5 separate regions of the Zea mays genome follow, and all the other regions are linked to region 1. A link is a contact called in public Hi-C data. All regions are on one chromosome and are shown on one strand. Each heading gives the region's core, a stretch centred on a gene start, on an enhancer-like site or on the middle of the called end of the contact. The rest is flanking DNA. Distances are from core to core; before and after follow the strand shown.

What was found. A called contact is a pair of places that touch in the nucleus more often than the background predicts.
Region 2: a contact with region 1 is called in a Hi-C map of endosperm, with 2.4 times the contacts expected there. The contact joins the promoter of LOC100282984 here to the promoter of LOC107282093 in region 1. A contact is called at or near these places in 3 of 25 Hi-C or Micro-C datasets (bundle sheath, endosperm and leaf) and 1 of 3 datasets of contacts at active chromatin or transcription factors (leaf).
Region 3: a contact with region 1 is called in a Hi-C map of bundle sheath, with 4 times the contacts expected there. The contact joins the promoter of LOC103629531 here to the promoter of LOC107282093 in region 1. A contact is called at or near these places in 2 of 25 Hi-C or Micro-C datasets (bundle sheath and endosperm).
Region 4: a contact with region 1 is called in a Hi-C map of ear, with 2.6 times the contacts expected there. The contact joins the promoter of LOC100191199 here to the promoter of LOC107282093 in region 1. A contact is called at or near these places in 5 of 25 Hi-C or Micro-C datasets (ear, leaf and tassel) and 1 of 3 datasets of contacts at active chromatin or transcription factors (leaf).
Region 5: a Hi-C map of leaf shows a contact between it and region 1, with 3 times the contacts expected there. The contact joins the promoter of LOC541954 here to the promoter of LOC107282093 in region 1. A contact is called at or near these places in 7 of 25 Hi-C or Micro-C datasets (bundle sheath, ear, endosperm and 2 more).

What each region holds. Positions count from the first base shown.
Region 1 is chr6:88,747,238-88,750,110 of Zm-B73-REFERENCE-NAM-5.0, forward strand. It overlaps LOC107282093 (Caffeoyl-CoA O-methyltransferase1), which reads left to right and starts at 1,351. Exons shown (of 5, transcript NM_001320647.1): 1 at 1,351-1,555; 2 at 1,654-1,733; 3 at 1,815-1,959; 4 at 2,092-2,223; 5 at 2,326-2,812. The coding sequence starts at 1,430. The coding sequence ends at 2,619.
Region 2 is chr6:88,363,186-88,366,058 of Zm-B73-REFERENCE-NAM-5.0, forward strand. LOC100282984 reads left to right here and starts at 1,516. Exons shown (of 4, transcript NM_001155888.1): 1 at 1,516-1,586; 2 at 1,737-2,253. The coding sequence starts at 1,768.
Region 3 is chr6:89,114,361-89,117,233 of Zm-B73-REFERENCE-NAM-5.0, forward strand. LOC103629531 (ethylene-responsive transcription factor RAP2-9) reads left to right here and starts at 1,361. Exons shown (of 3, transcript XM_008650628.4): 1 at 1,361-2,732; 2 at 2,815-2,873. It overlaps LOC118472198 (a long non-coding RNA gene), which reads right to left. Exons shown (of 2, transcript XR_004850207.1): 2 at 1-1,365.
Region 4 is chr6:88,380,593-88,383,465 of Zm-B73-REFERENCE-NAM-5.0, forward strand. LOC100191199 (putative serine/threonine protein phosphatase superfamily protein) reads right to left here and starts at 1,516. Exons shown (of 3, transcript NM_001136634.1): 1 at 1,162-1,516. The coding sequence starts at 1,339.
Region 5 is chr6:89,027,865-89,030,737 of Zm-B73-REFERENCE-NAM-5.0, forward strand. LOC541954 (enhancer of zeste 1) reads right to left here and starts at 1,376. Exons shown (of 16, transcript NM_001111608.2): 1 at 1,237-1,376. The coding sequence starts at 1,329.

The DNA.
Region 1 (2,873 bases), core at 101-2,600:
GTGAGTTCTGGCTTGATGAGGTACCATTCCTTGGGCATATTATCTCCAATGGTGGAATATCAGTGGATCCGGCTAAAGTGAGGGAGATAATAGGATGGAAGATACCGAGCTCAGTCACTGAAATCCAGAGTTTTCTAGGACTCGCGGGTTATTACCGGCGTTTTATTGAGGGATTCTCCAAGATAGCCAAGCCTATGACCACACTATTGGAGAAGTGAAAAGAGTTCAAGTGGACACATGCTTGTCAAGAGAGTTTCAATCAGCTGAAGAAAAAGGATAAATTACTTAGTTGGGAAAAAGGGTTACTTGCTCTAGTTGAGTTAATGGTTGCTTGTTCTGAGTTCCTATTGATGAGCTTCTCCGTGGTACGGAAATCTTGAGTGTTGTGATGTGCCTTATATCATGGTTGGGCCGGTACGGCAAGAACATCGGTCTACCATGCTTTAAGGTGGACCCTACCTAACTTTTGATATTTGAGCACGGTATGTCCTAATCTAAAATTATTCTATGTCGTGTTAGGCCTAAAAATGGACTAAACCGTGCCCATGCGGCATAGTGTGACTTTTAACTCTAGTCAGCACAGATTAACTAATAAATATAAAAGAAAAAAATATTTTTTAGATGGAAACTGGTTTTATTATAGGAGAGATTTCCCACGACCCGAACAACCGGACGGATGATGATTGATGCACGGAAATCGGAAAGCAAGAGTGGGTTGGTGGGTGGGTCCGTCCCCAGCGAGCCGCGGCAGGCACCAATTGGCCACCAACAACACGTCCCCGGTGGCCGGTTTGGTCTCCGTAGGAAGCAACCCGCCGCGGCCGGGCAGGGCCCAGCACTCTGCCAGGTCGGTCAGAGTCAGCCGCGCGCGCTGTTCTTCCCACAATCCACACCCACCAACCCCTCTCCCCACACTCGTCAACCACGGCCACGCTCGCTGGGCACCATGGCCACCGGGCAAACGGGAACGGGAGGCTGAAGGCCTCTTCACCAAACGCACGGATCAGGTCATCAGACCAGTGGCCAGCCTACCGCTGCGCACTGGCACGGCGCACCTATGCCCGGGTCCGGCAAGCCTAACCACACCAACCAACCCACAGGGCCACACCCACACCGACCGTGTCCGTCCGCTGACGCGCCGGGCCCGGACCCCGTCGCTCGCACGACCGACTGCTTCTTCACCTTCACGTTGGCCATATTTGAGTAGCGTCACATTGGCCGTCGCGTTGGCCTACTTGGCAGTGGATGCCAAGCTCTCACATGGCTCATCTTCGCCTTCGCCTTGCCGCCGCGCGTTATATAAGCCGCCCCGGCAGGCAAGGTCGGTCAATCCAGCAATACCCGAGTACCCGACGCGCTAGCTAGTTCTATTGCCGCACCCCAGATCTCCAGGAGGGACTCGTTCGTTCAGCTAACTACACTGCACGCAATGGCCACCACGGCGACCGAGGCGGCGCCGGCGCAGGAGCAGCAGGCCAACGGCAACGGCGAGCAGAAGACGCGGCACTCCGAGGTCGGCCACAAGAGCCTGCTCAAGAGCGACGACCTCTACCAGGTAAACACTCCGATCCTGCCTGCCCATTTCCGGCCTCGCGCTCTAGATCTTATCTTCCGTGACTCGAATCTGACCGGGGGAAGAATCACTTCCACCAGTACATCCTGGACACGAGCGTGTACCCGCGGGAGCCGGAGAGCATGAAGGAGCTCCGCGAGATCACCGCCAAGCACCCATGGTATGTTCCGCTTTCCCGGGCCGATCTCTCGGCGGCGACCTAGCTGCTGGACAGATCGAGATCTGAAAAAATGGCGTGCAGGAACCTGATGACGACCTCCGCCGACGAGGGGCAGTTCCTGAACATGCTCATCAAGCTCATCGGCGCCAAGAAGACCATGGAGATCGGCGTCTACACCGGCTACTCCCTCCTCGCCACGGCGCTCGCCCTCCCGGAGGACGGCACGGTCCGTCGTTGTTCCCTCCCTTTTCTCAGATCTGCCACCCCACCTCCCTGAAGGCGAAGCAGCTAGCGGTCCTCCCACTGATAAACCAAGGATTTCTCTCTCCCTCTCTTTGTTGTTCGTCCCGCCCCGCAGATCTTGGCCATGGACATCAACCGCGAGAACTACGAGCTGGGCCTGCCCTGCATCGAGAAGGCCGGCGTCGCCCACAAGATCGACTTCCGCGAGGGTCCCGCGCTCCCCGTCCTCGACGACCTCATCGCGGAGGTACGAAATGGCCAGGCCGCCAGATCTGTGCTTCTTCGCCTATATCGATCGAGTAGAAGTTGACATGACATCTCGGACCCGTGTCTGTCTGCATCTGCGCAGGAGAAGAACCACGGGTCGTTCGACTTCGTCTTCGTGGACGCCGACAAGGACAACTACCTCAACTACCACGAGCGGCTGCTGAAGCTGGTGAAGCTGGGCGGCCTCATCGGCTACGACAACACGCTGTGGAACGGCTCCGTCGTGCTCCCCGACGACGCGCCCATGCGCAAGTACATCCGCTTCTACCGCGACTTCGTGCTCGTCCTCAACAAGGCGCTCGCCGCCGACGACCGCGTCGAGATCTGCCAGCTCCCCGTCGGCGACGGCGTCACCCTCTGCCGCCGCGTCAAGTGAAAACATGGCCTGGCCTGGCCTGCCCCACCACCGCCACCGACGGCGCCGCCGGCCGCATCCTCATTCCAATCATAATAGACGACCCGCAGCATTAATTATCCACCGGCTTTTTTTTTGGCTCTTTCTTGCCCCTGTAATCTTTCTCCTCCTCTTCCTTCTTGGGAATTGTCGCCGCCGTTTCGATACGTAAATCACGAGATCGGTAATACAGTAATGCTCCTCAATTTTACAATATACTCCTACTATTACTACTG
Region 2 (2,873 bases), core at 266-2,765, 380 kb before region 1:
ACGGACTGGCCACGGACCTAGTGAGCAACGGATTAGTCTTCGTTCGTGCAGGACTATCGGGTGTCGTCCTTTCTAGGCAGCTACATATGACACCAAATAGATTGGGTGCAAAGAGAGGTTAAATAGACTCAGCACCACCAAAAGTCAATGTGCGATTGTGTTTTGTCCACATCTTGCTTGAATGCTTGGGTTTGTGTTAGTTTTCCCCTCTTGTACAGGCTGCAGAGGATTTCGACGGTGTGATGAACGAATAATACGCAACACAGAAAAGAAAGAAACGTTTGTGTTAGTTTTCCTCTCAACTAACCAACCAAACAAACGTTTTATTGTAAACTTTCTCTAATATATATAGCGTTTTTTTGTCGGTGCTGTTCTCCTTTCTGCAAAGATCCAGTACGTTTTAAATGGTGTGGACTGTGGAGGCGGGCAGTCGCAATCACATAAGGGAGGATTTAATATTAAAGACGCTCGACAAAGCTCGAAAAGAAAAGAAAGAAAGAAAGAAAACGGCATCCATCGACAAAGTCACAAGCTGACACGACCGACACACGCCGATGGGCTAGCTTTACCAGAAGGAATCCCATCCGTCCAGTCCGGATCCATGCCTGATTGACTGGGCCAGGCCAATCATCCGTGTAGAAATGTTCGTTCGTTACTTGACAGAAACGCCAAGACCGTAAAGACGGCTACTTAGCCCTCATACATATAAGGGCAACTAAATGAAGGATGTATTAAGAGATCTGTAAGGTCTTGTTAATGACAGTTCTCTCTGGACTTTTGATGCGCGTCTTCCAGAGAGCTCGGGATGTTTTTTTATAATCTTCATAAAAGTAAAGTTTAAAATTGAAGATGAGACGTTAATGAACTAGCTACTACGTGTAAACGAATGGCAATCGACACTTTGGTGCTTTGGGTGATGTACCAGGCCTCCTACAGAGTTGCAAAGCTCAGGACAACCGTGCTCGGCATTAGTAGTTAGTACCCTGCCGGACGAGCGTACGACACAAACCGTTTGACAGCAAGTGAGCGAAAGAAGTCATCCAATCCAACGTGCCAGCAGCACTCATTCGACAAACATGCCCGGGATTCAACAAATTTTCGTACAAAAATCTTTTCAAAAATGCGATCTCAAACTCCAAGACGAGAGACATGGGTCCCCTGTGCCTGTGGCCTGCGCCACACACACATTCCTCTCCACCGTCCCCACTCGCTGCCGACACTCCAGTGTCCAGTCGCCCACGTACCCGGCACCCCGCTGCCGTGCCCGTGCTCCATCCCGCTCCGTGTCCCACCACCACGCGGCCTTCGCTCCCTACTGGCCACGGTGTCTCCCGCCGCAGCGGATCCCAAGGGAAGTTCCCTGGCCTTTCCGTGCGTCACTGCTCGCTCTCCGCCTCCACCTCTTTTAGTGCGGCCGCCTGCCAGTGCGGTGTCCACTGTCCAGCCAGCCATCCAGGCCCAGGAGCGCGAGTTCTGTGCCTGTGCCTCTGCTCCACCTCCCCTGCCCCTGCGCCCCAAGTCCACGTCCACCACTTAGCACTCACGCTGCTCGCTCGCTCGCTCGTACACGCGCCCGCTTCGCGCAGGTGCGTGTAGAACGACGGAGGCATTCCATTTCCGACTGAGCCGTGTGTGTTTGGATCGGATCGGACAACCCCTGCCAAAACCGCGTGTGCCGGCGCTGTTCTGCCTCTGATCGTGTGTGCTGCTGTTGGTTTTGGTTTTGGTTTGGCTAGGGAAGGAACCGTGGGAGGGAAGCGGACGGACATGATGCACGCCAAGTCGGAGTCGGACGTGACGAGCCTGGCGGCGTCGTCGCCGCCTCGGTCGCCGAAGCGGGGCGGCGGCGCCGCCGGCAACGGCGGCTACTACGTGCAGAGCCCGTCGCGGGAGTCGCACGACGGCGGCTACAAGTCCTCGTCGATGCAGCCCACGCCGGTCTACAACAGCCCCAACGAGTCGCCGTCGCACCCCTCCTACGGCCGCCACTCCCGCTCCTCCTCCGTCAGCCGCTTCTCCGGCAACCTCCGCAAGGGCGCCGCCGGGGACCGCAAGGTGCTCAACGACAAGGGGTGGCCCGAGTGCAACGTCATCGAGGAGGAGGGCCCGTACGAGGACCTCGCCGGCGATAGCGGCCTCTCCCGCCGCTGCCAGATCATACTCGGCTTCCTCACCTTCGTCCTCCTCTTCACCGTCTTCTGCCTCATCATCTGGGGCGCCGCCCGGCCGTACGAGCCCGAGGTCATCGTCAAGGTATACACAATTAGTTCCACGTCCACCCCTAAATTGGAGTCTGAGCAACCTCAGTTCACTTCTTCTTCTTCTTCAGTTTATGGGATAATAGTCGTTCCTCTTCCTCTCTGTTTGGTTGTTTCCTATCTAATCCCTAAACCGAGTAATTGACCGCTAGTTACTAAATTTGACTCATGTCTGATGTCCCACGGTTCCAGCGGTAGGCGAGATGGGTTACATCACCATCCAATTGATTGGTGGCTCAGTTGGACAGTGATATGTTGGACACTAATGAGGAACAAGACAGCAATGCAGATTGGGATTTTACAATTGCAAGCTGGGTGTGGGTGTGATTTTGGTTTTGTTGCTCAGATATTGCGGTTGCGAGTAAGTGGTGAACCCGGGGGGGCTAATTTTGCGGTAGCTTGTTAAGCTCTAGTTGGAGTATAGATTGGTTCATGACTTCGAATTGTATAAGTTCAGTTGATGCTCTTTTTACTGTATAATAACAGACTGGTTTCTTTGTGCCAACATTTTCCAGTTCCTCTGAAAATGAAACCAATGTCTGTTTTATATCTGCAGAATCATAAACTAATTAATAATGAGATCTGATGGAATCATAAACGAATATCTGTTTTATA
Region 3 (2,873 bases), core at 111-2,610, 370 kb after region 1:
CGCCTACTTGCGTTGCCATCGTTTGTCGCTGTACCTGTACATGTCCACCCCTCGTAGCTTTTGCGGCGTTCAGACAGAACTGAGCGTGCCATATCAAGATTCCATGTTGCATCACGGCGTTCCCAGTGCGCACCGACCATCAATTATATCGAGCGCACTAATGACCGCACCTGTCACACCAAAACCTAACGAGCGACTAGTTTACTCTGCTAAAAACTCCCTGGCGATAAGCTCATAGTCACCGTCACACACTCACAGCGCGCAAGCGCCGGCCGTCCCTGTCGCCACACACCAGGCAGCCCACAGCCGTGCGCACCGACTCGCGCCCGCGAAAAATCCCGCCACGCACACGCCCTAATCGCCATCCCACCCACCCAGTCACGCCCCCACGCCTAATCCCCACCTGGCCGTTCGCCTAATCCCAACTATTTATATACCCCCACCGCTCATAGGCGCAAGAGAAAGAGGGAAAGAGAAGAGATACACGCAGACCAGTAGCAAGCCAAGCAGCGCCCACGAGGTAGGGATGGCAATTTCACCCGCGGGTTCGGGCCCCGTCGGGTTTTGCACCCGTCAGGTTCGGGTTCGGGTGTAAAAATCCACCCACGGGTTAGACCCAAACCCGACCCGAAGCATTACGGGTGCGGGTGCGGGTTTTGATTTTCGCCCGCGGGTCACCCGGAACCCGGAGCTACGCCCGAAGCGCAGAGTTGCAGCCGGCCACCCGCCCAAGTCCCGTGCGCATCCAGTTTGTATTCCAGTGGGCCCTGAGAAAAACCCAAATCCCTCAACCCCAAGTCCCCAACCGGCCGCCATAGCAGATTAGCAGGCTAGCACCACTGCACCAGGCGTCCAGGGCTCCAGGCGGCCGCGGCCACGATAGATCCGCCCGCCGCTGCCCGCCCCACCCCGGCCACCCCCTCCGCCGTCACCACCACCGGAGGACGCATCCCCAGGGCCGCCGCATCCTGCTCCTGCCGGATCCCCAGGACCACCGGAGGAGGACGCATCCCTAGGAGCCACCGAGCGTCCGAGGCCAAGCCAGGAGTCCAAGTCTCCACTATCTAGGACCGGCACTCCCCACTCCGGCACTCCCCAGGACCACCGGAGTCCGACTGCAGCGGCCAGCGGCGCAGCCTGCTCCCACCACGTACGAGGTTCCTATCCTTGTAGGTGAGGTGAGCCGTGAGCATGTCCCTTGGCCCTTGCACAGCTTGACTTGAGCAGCTCTAATTTGTAAATTGCAGAGTCTGATGTCTGACCAAGGTGCTTCGAGGCCGAGCAGGAGCAGTCGTCAAGTTCCCACAAAGAGCAGTGCTGTGGTTGCAGGAGGTTCCTCAAGTGCAGCTACACCGACGAGTGCTGCTGCAAATGAAATGCCATCTTCAAGTGTTCAAGCTCCACCATCAGAAGGTACAGAACATGTGGTCGTAAATGATGATGATGATAATGTACAAGTTGGATGCAAAAGGAAGCTGAAATCTGATGTGTGGCTTGAATTTGAACAAGTAACAGTTGGGGGTAAAATGAAAGCTGAATGCACTTGGTGTAAAAAGCTACTAGTTGGAGATAGTAGAGCCGGTACTAATCACTTGCGTGGTCATCTCATCGTGAAAGATGGCATGACTGTTATGGAAAAGGGTGTTGAAAGAATACGTGATAGTGTTGGGTTTTGGTGTGCCACGCCAAAAAGGCATGAACGTTTTGAACGGACAGCAAATCAAATGAATATTAAATATGGTAGAAGGATAACTCTAGATTGTAAGACAAGATGGAATTCAACCTACGTTATGCTTAGCATTGCATTAGAATACCAATCAGTTTTTGATCGACTTGCAAGTAAAGAGAAGCTTTGTGCTCATTTTAAGCCAACAACAGATGATTGGGAGTTTGCTAGGGAGCTTTGTGGTAGGCTGAAAATATTTTTTGATGCAACTGAGCTATTGTCAGGCACTAGTTATGTAACAGCTAATCTTTTTTTCCCCAAAATTTGTGGAATTTATTTGGCCATTGATAAATGGAGAACTAGTGCCATTCCAAAGGTAGAAGAGATGTCTGTCTTGATGAAAGATAAGTTTAAGAAGTATTGGACAGATGTACATGGGCTTATGGAAGTAGCCACTGTTTTAGATCCTAGGTACAAATTGAAGTTCATGAAAGCTTTTTATAGCACCATTTATGGGGAAGAAAGTCCAACTACAGACGATGAAGTGTGTAGAGTCAAAAATTTGTTGTATGAGTTGGTGTTAGAATATCAAGAATCTATGGAGGGCATGGCAACAACAGATGCTGTAGGTGCATCTAGTAGGGGCTGTAGGGCCCCCAACGAAGGAGATGACTTGATGTTTGGAATCTTTGATAAATTCTTGTCGGAAGAACCTGATTGTTCATCTTTTGTGCGCACTGAGTTGGATTTATATTTGGAGGAGCCAACACTGCCAAGAACTCAAGAGCTAGACATAATTAATTGGTGGCAATATGCAGGGATCAAGTACCCCACTTTGAGAAAGATTGCTCGAGATATCATGGCAATTCCAGTCACAACTGTTGCATCTGAGTCTGTATTCAGCACTGGGGGAAGAGTAATAAGCCCACATCGAAGTAGACTAGCACCAAAAACAGTTGAAGGATTGATGTGTATGCAAGCTTGGTCTCGTGCTAACATGTTAGGCGATCAATCCTGTTTTGTGAATGCTCTAATGACATGTTTGGAGGATGAAGAAGAAGAAATGGTAACATTGAGTTTCTTAACATTTATTTTCTTACTTTTGATTTAATGAATACTATCATTTAATTGTCTATTTTTCTTGTTAGGATGAAGCAGATTCTACCATAGTTGATTGAAGTTGAAGCTTGACCAAGTGATTTGTTTG
Region 4 (2,873 bases), core at 266-2,765, 370 kb before region 1:
AACCCGTCTCAAGTCTGACCAAATTTATAAAAAGGAACAGTAATATTTCTGACATCATATAAGCCATATGAGAAAAATTATGGAATGCATTTTTATAACTTATACTTCAAGATGGAGAGAGTATATGACAGTACCAATACCACCATAAACTAGATGAAAGAAAATTCAAATAGCAAAATGAAATTAGAAAGAATGTCCTTTGGACAGCAAGCCTCAGCTGCCCCAACAAAGAAACCAAATATAATATTTGCAGTATGGTGTTAACAGAACTTAGCACAAGTTTCACAAGACAAAATAGTTCCACATGGTTGGCAAATATTAAACATGCAACATGATTACTGACTAGGGGTGATGACCCTCCCATTGAGTTTCGACACATTTATGTCTAGTACAGAGGGTAAATAGCATAGCACTCACACAATTTCATCTTGAACCAAACATTATGAATACTTGTTGACTTGGCAAGGTAAGCCATTTTTAGCAATTGTGTTATGAAAGGATGCTACGCTGCAGAAAGTATAGATCTACACAATATGTCATGGTTATCTGTGTCAAGGGATAGTTCCTCTATGTGACCAATAAAAATAGACAAACTATGTGAACACAACAAATTAAGTTATTCACACTACCACAAATTTTTTTCCTTCGAATCAGTCTCCCTGATATGTATTTTCTTCGCCACTTTACTTTTATTGGGCAACCACAAAATGCTCATGAGATAACCACCAACATACTAGCCTGCAAGTTAGTGATTAAAGTTTCAAAGAATACTTTTTCCTGCCACTCAAGCTCACTTTTCTCTCTAATCTGCAACCTTGAGCAGTTTAGCATGATATAATGTCATATGAAAATATGACAATATATAACATATGTCCAACTTGCTTTTGTTATAATGAACTTTGTAGACAGAGACCAGAATGCCACAGCGAGGAGCAGGCTCTTCTGGATGTAAATGCTATAAATAAATAAATTGTATGGCAGACTCCAAATTTCAAATTCCAAAATGACTAGAGATGTGTTCTTGCAGTTCTCCCAATGATTTTTAACAGACTACACTAAGGATAGAGAGAAAATATGGTAAATATCAGCCTAACAGGCTAGCAGACCTAACAGGCTAGCACGCTTAGTCGCATACCAGGGTTGTCGGGAGGGAGCTCTTACCGCATATCTTAATGGGGGCCTCGAGCTCCAGGAGGTTGGGCTGGGAGAGGAAAACGTCCTTGGCGGTGGCGCAGAGGCGCCGGATCTCGGCGTCAGTCACCTGCGCGTTGCGCGGGGTGCGCCCGCCGCGGGCCTCGAGGAGCCGCCGGATCAAGTCGTCAATCGCCGCCTCGTCCATCGCCTCGCCGGGAAAGGAACGGGATCGGAGGGTTAAACCCTAGCTCAAGTGCCGCCGCGTCGCGCCGTCCCTCGCGGGTAAGCCCTCGCCCAGACGCGGAAGCCGCTAAACCCTAGCGGCTCCCTCTTTGTCGGGAGGACGACACGGGAACGGGGAGAGCGTAGAAGGGATGGCTGGAAGCCTGGAAGTCTTGTCACAGCCGGTTCTAGGGGTATAACGAGGGCATACATATGTGTCATGATCCATTTTACACATATATTGACGTCACAAGTGTAATATATCAAAAGACAATGTAATAAAGGTGTAAAGAGATTAGAATACTTTATTACATTATCTGAAACATTGTATCTTTAACAAGTATCACATCAAAGTAAAGCGAAATTTAAATAACAGGGACAATCTCCCACAGGAAGATGACCGGCGTATCGTTAGACTTAGAATTCATTGTCGTCAAAATCTCCATCAAAGTCTCCAGCATCACCCTTTGATCAAAATATTAGCAAGGGTGAGCTCAATTATGGTCAGAGCTCAGCAAGTGGGGAAAAAATTAATGCAGGTATAACAAGATGAGGCCAAGGTTGAGCAGTAAGCATTTTAGCTGGTCAATATTTTATTAACAACATTTGTCTTACTAATAAGTGTGAATCACAAGTATCTCATTTAATCAAAGGAATATGAATATAACAAAAACACTTAAGTGAAATCACTTAAGCAAATCATTGGCAGATCATCGGATTTCAATTTAATTCCATCTTCAAGTTCAATTATCATGTGAGGAGTCCAGGTCGCTCATAACCGGGAGCACGGCTGATATATCAGTTTTACACTCTGCAGAGGTGGTACAACTTTACCCACAAGCCATGCATCCCATCTAGCCCGGGTTGATCGGACCCTTAAACACTGCCGAGGTGAATGGCTAGGGATCCATTATGAGGCTTTCACAAAATACACTTAATACGAAGCAACCCACTAAGGTTTCTAAAGACGATGGTGGTGGCCCCCTGAGTGAGGTACCTTAGCCAAGAATACATCCTCATGTTAACGTGGGCTGCCAACACCTACCGCACCCCCTCTTGCCCATATTTCAGGTAAGGTTGCTAGGTACTAAGCATATAAAGCTAATTACCAAAGCCAGAGCCATGATAGCACTCGTGGTTGCACTGTTATCCTGGGTGGCCGCTCCATGTTCCAATTAATTTGAAATAATGTTGCGTTAACCATCGGGTTAATGTCATAATTGCCAATTTCAATTTTGGAACATTATACCAATTAATGAGTGACATTAAAATCATTAAGTTGAGCGGTAGCACAAATTTGCAAAGCTTAATAATTTCTCAGGGTAAACAAGGAATACAGTTGGTAAATCTAGGAAATCCTTAATTAGGTAAAACCCATCAAATTATGCAGTATATCAAAAAGTAAACTTTATTATATGCAATGAGTGGGTACAACAAGAATATGCAGAGGGAGAATCCACTTGCCTTGCTCAAAAGCGTCTTGCGGGTCGTCCTCGAACGTATTCGAATCCTCTACC
Region 5 (2,873 bases), core at 126-2,625, 280 kb after region 1:
GATATGATTGAATGGCAAACAGCTCTGGGTCAAAATCAATATCACTATCAGAACCCAACGATTGGTTCTCTGTGTGCACACTGCACAGCTCCAATATTATTAATAAAAATAGCTCACAAGAGAAAAATGGATACTCAATTCTAACGTTATTCTTGACTGTTTTGCATGCAAGACGCAGATAAGGCTAGGAAAAAAACAAATGGACTGCATAAAAACAAACATTTTAAGGGAACACATACACATGAAATCCCTGAGTTATATATCATATTGATTTGATTCATTCAACAGATGAGCAAAACTTAGGCAATGGCATTTAAAATATACTACTCCTTGAGTCCAAGAATGTTTCGATTCAAGATCAAAGGTTTACATATAACAGTTAAACATGACTAACTTCATTCTTGTATAATGCCAGCGGTTATCCACATTCACATCATCTTACATGAGCACACTGTTTACATGAAATCATATGCAAAAAAAAAATACTTACTTAGTTCTGCATTCTGATATGAGTAAGATATTACAGTAGAGAAAATAACGTTTAAGAACATGAAAACAATTCCTTTTACAGTGTTCCTTATTGTGCTGGTTAAGTATCTCCGCACGGTATACAATGGTTGCACCCCTAGAAATCCCTTCCACGGGAAAATGGAATAAGTCCATAAAATATAGTCCAGCTCTTCGGAGTTCAAAAGCAAATCAATCCGAAGCAGGGATGTAGCCTGTGAAGCTACATTCCCTGAATTCAATATAGAAGTCACTGGAAAAGATGATACAATACAACCTCACAGAAAAGATTCGGAGTCCAGCTCCAGGCTGAAAGTACAGTAGTTATTCCGATTCCATCAACTTTTTTATGGAATGCAGTCTACTGTTGACCAGTCCACTGTCCCGTCTCTGAAAACAACCAGAAACGAAACCAGGTCGCCCCCTGGAAAAAAAACACCGCGGCAACCCCACCTACCGCCGCCACAAAAACAGACACCTCAGTAAAGGAGCGCGCACGCGCAGCAGCACAAACAAAGCAGCTAGCCAAAGCTCCGCATCGAAATCCGGCGCCTGCAACTCGACACCCCCACAGACGCCACCAGATCTCTGCTCAAATTACTCCGAACCGACCGATCGCCGCCACATCGACCACCAAATCCGATCGACATTGCCCCCTCGACCTAAGACAAGAACCACACGCCGACCGCGCACGCGGAACCTCAGCACCGCGGGAGGGGAGAGGCGAACCTGGGCGGCGCTGCTAGATGGGCGAGACCGGCCCGCGGAAGCCGAGGCAGATGCGGACGACGCCACTACCGCCGCGGCAGCCTCTGCTTCCATCACCCGTGGAAACCCTAGCCCCGCGCGCTCTCCCGCCCTCACACGCGAAGTCGCTTGGAAAAAAATGAACGAGGATTTGGTGGGGGAGGGAGGGGTGGGGGGAGAAGAGGGGGAGGGAGAGAGGTGAAGCGGGGCTGCGGAGGAGGGTGAGAGAGGCGTTTTTGTTTTGAAATGAGCGGCTCGTGACCTTGTGGCCTGTGGGAGTGTGGGGTGAGGCTGGCAGCGGGCTGGCTGCCTACCGGTTACCTGTGGTCATCTCGTGGCGCCAGCAGCCGTGGTGAGGGGTCACACTAGACTTTGGCTTATCTATGGTCACTGATCTGTTGGACCGCCATAGAGTGGGACCGGATGTCAGTGGGTTCAAGTAGGTTCTTCGTGGGAACGTGGTGTTAAAAGGGAACGCGCGTGGCGTGGCTGCGTCAGATAACAAACGGTGCGCCGCGGCGGGTTATCGGTACGTGTGAGCGTTATTATGGTTTTTATTTATGGTAGGAAAAACCAGTGTGCTCGTCTTTTCTGTTCCCAAATAGTTACCGTATGGCCTATGTTGCTTGTTCCTCCGTCAGCATAAAATATCGAATACAAGGAAATTTTATTATAACCTCGAGATAAAACAATCCCGGTCTCTGTGCATTTGTCCTTGAAGCTGTCAAACGATAATCCGAGAGCATTTTCAAAAAAAAACGTAGCATAACATAACATGGTCCTTGTTTGTTTTGGCTTCTGGTTGAATTCTAGTCGTCTTTTCTCAGTCCGTTTATGTGAGAATCATTTTTATGTGTGAAAATCGCTTGATTCAACGCGTAAATGTAGAATTTATCGAGTCGTTGCGACGCAAGGAATCTATGGCTTCTTAAACCCTAAATTGTGCATGCCCCTTTATCTTGCTCTGCATAGAAGCCTCGTGATATCTAGATTCTCGTGACAGCTATATTATCCAAGAATTCATATTCTCAGAAAAGTTCTTCCAAAAAAGTTGTCTCAAACAGGCCCATAATTCCTTAAAGCGGTCCCATCAAAAGTCAAAACCAAGCCATCTATGATCATAGATGTCTATCCAGTTAATAAACCATCAACCACGGCATGTTGAAGCGCATTAGCACTCAGCTATAGTTTTACAGTTCTAACAAAACAATATGTAAACAAGGATCAACTAGAACAATTTAGTTTGGTATTAACAAAAATTCAGATTCAAAACTTTAAATGACATACACTATGTCAATTAAAATTAAATATCGTCGTGTTTGTATATTTAGTTGACTATGCATTCGAGACCTCGACACAATGCAATACAATTGTTATGTTTATTATCAAGTTTTAGCCCCCTTTGGGCACAGAAAAAATAAAGGAAGAATGTAGGATCAAGATTCCTATGCATTGAGTCAACCGTAGCACCCTTTGTTTCACATGGATTGCATGTAAGAAAATGTAGACAGCTTTTCTCGCTTGATCTCATGGGGAAAACCATAGGAATAAAACATTCACCAAACCCTTATGTTTTAGTTTTGTATGTTTCTCCCGTAGATTATCTAAACATCTATTTC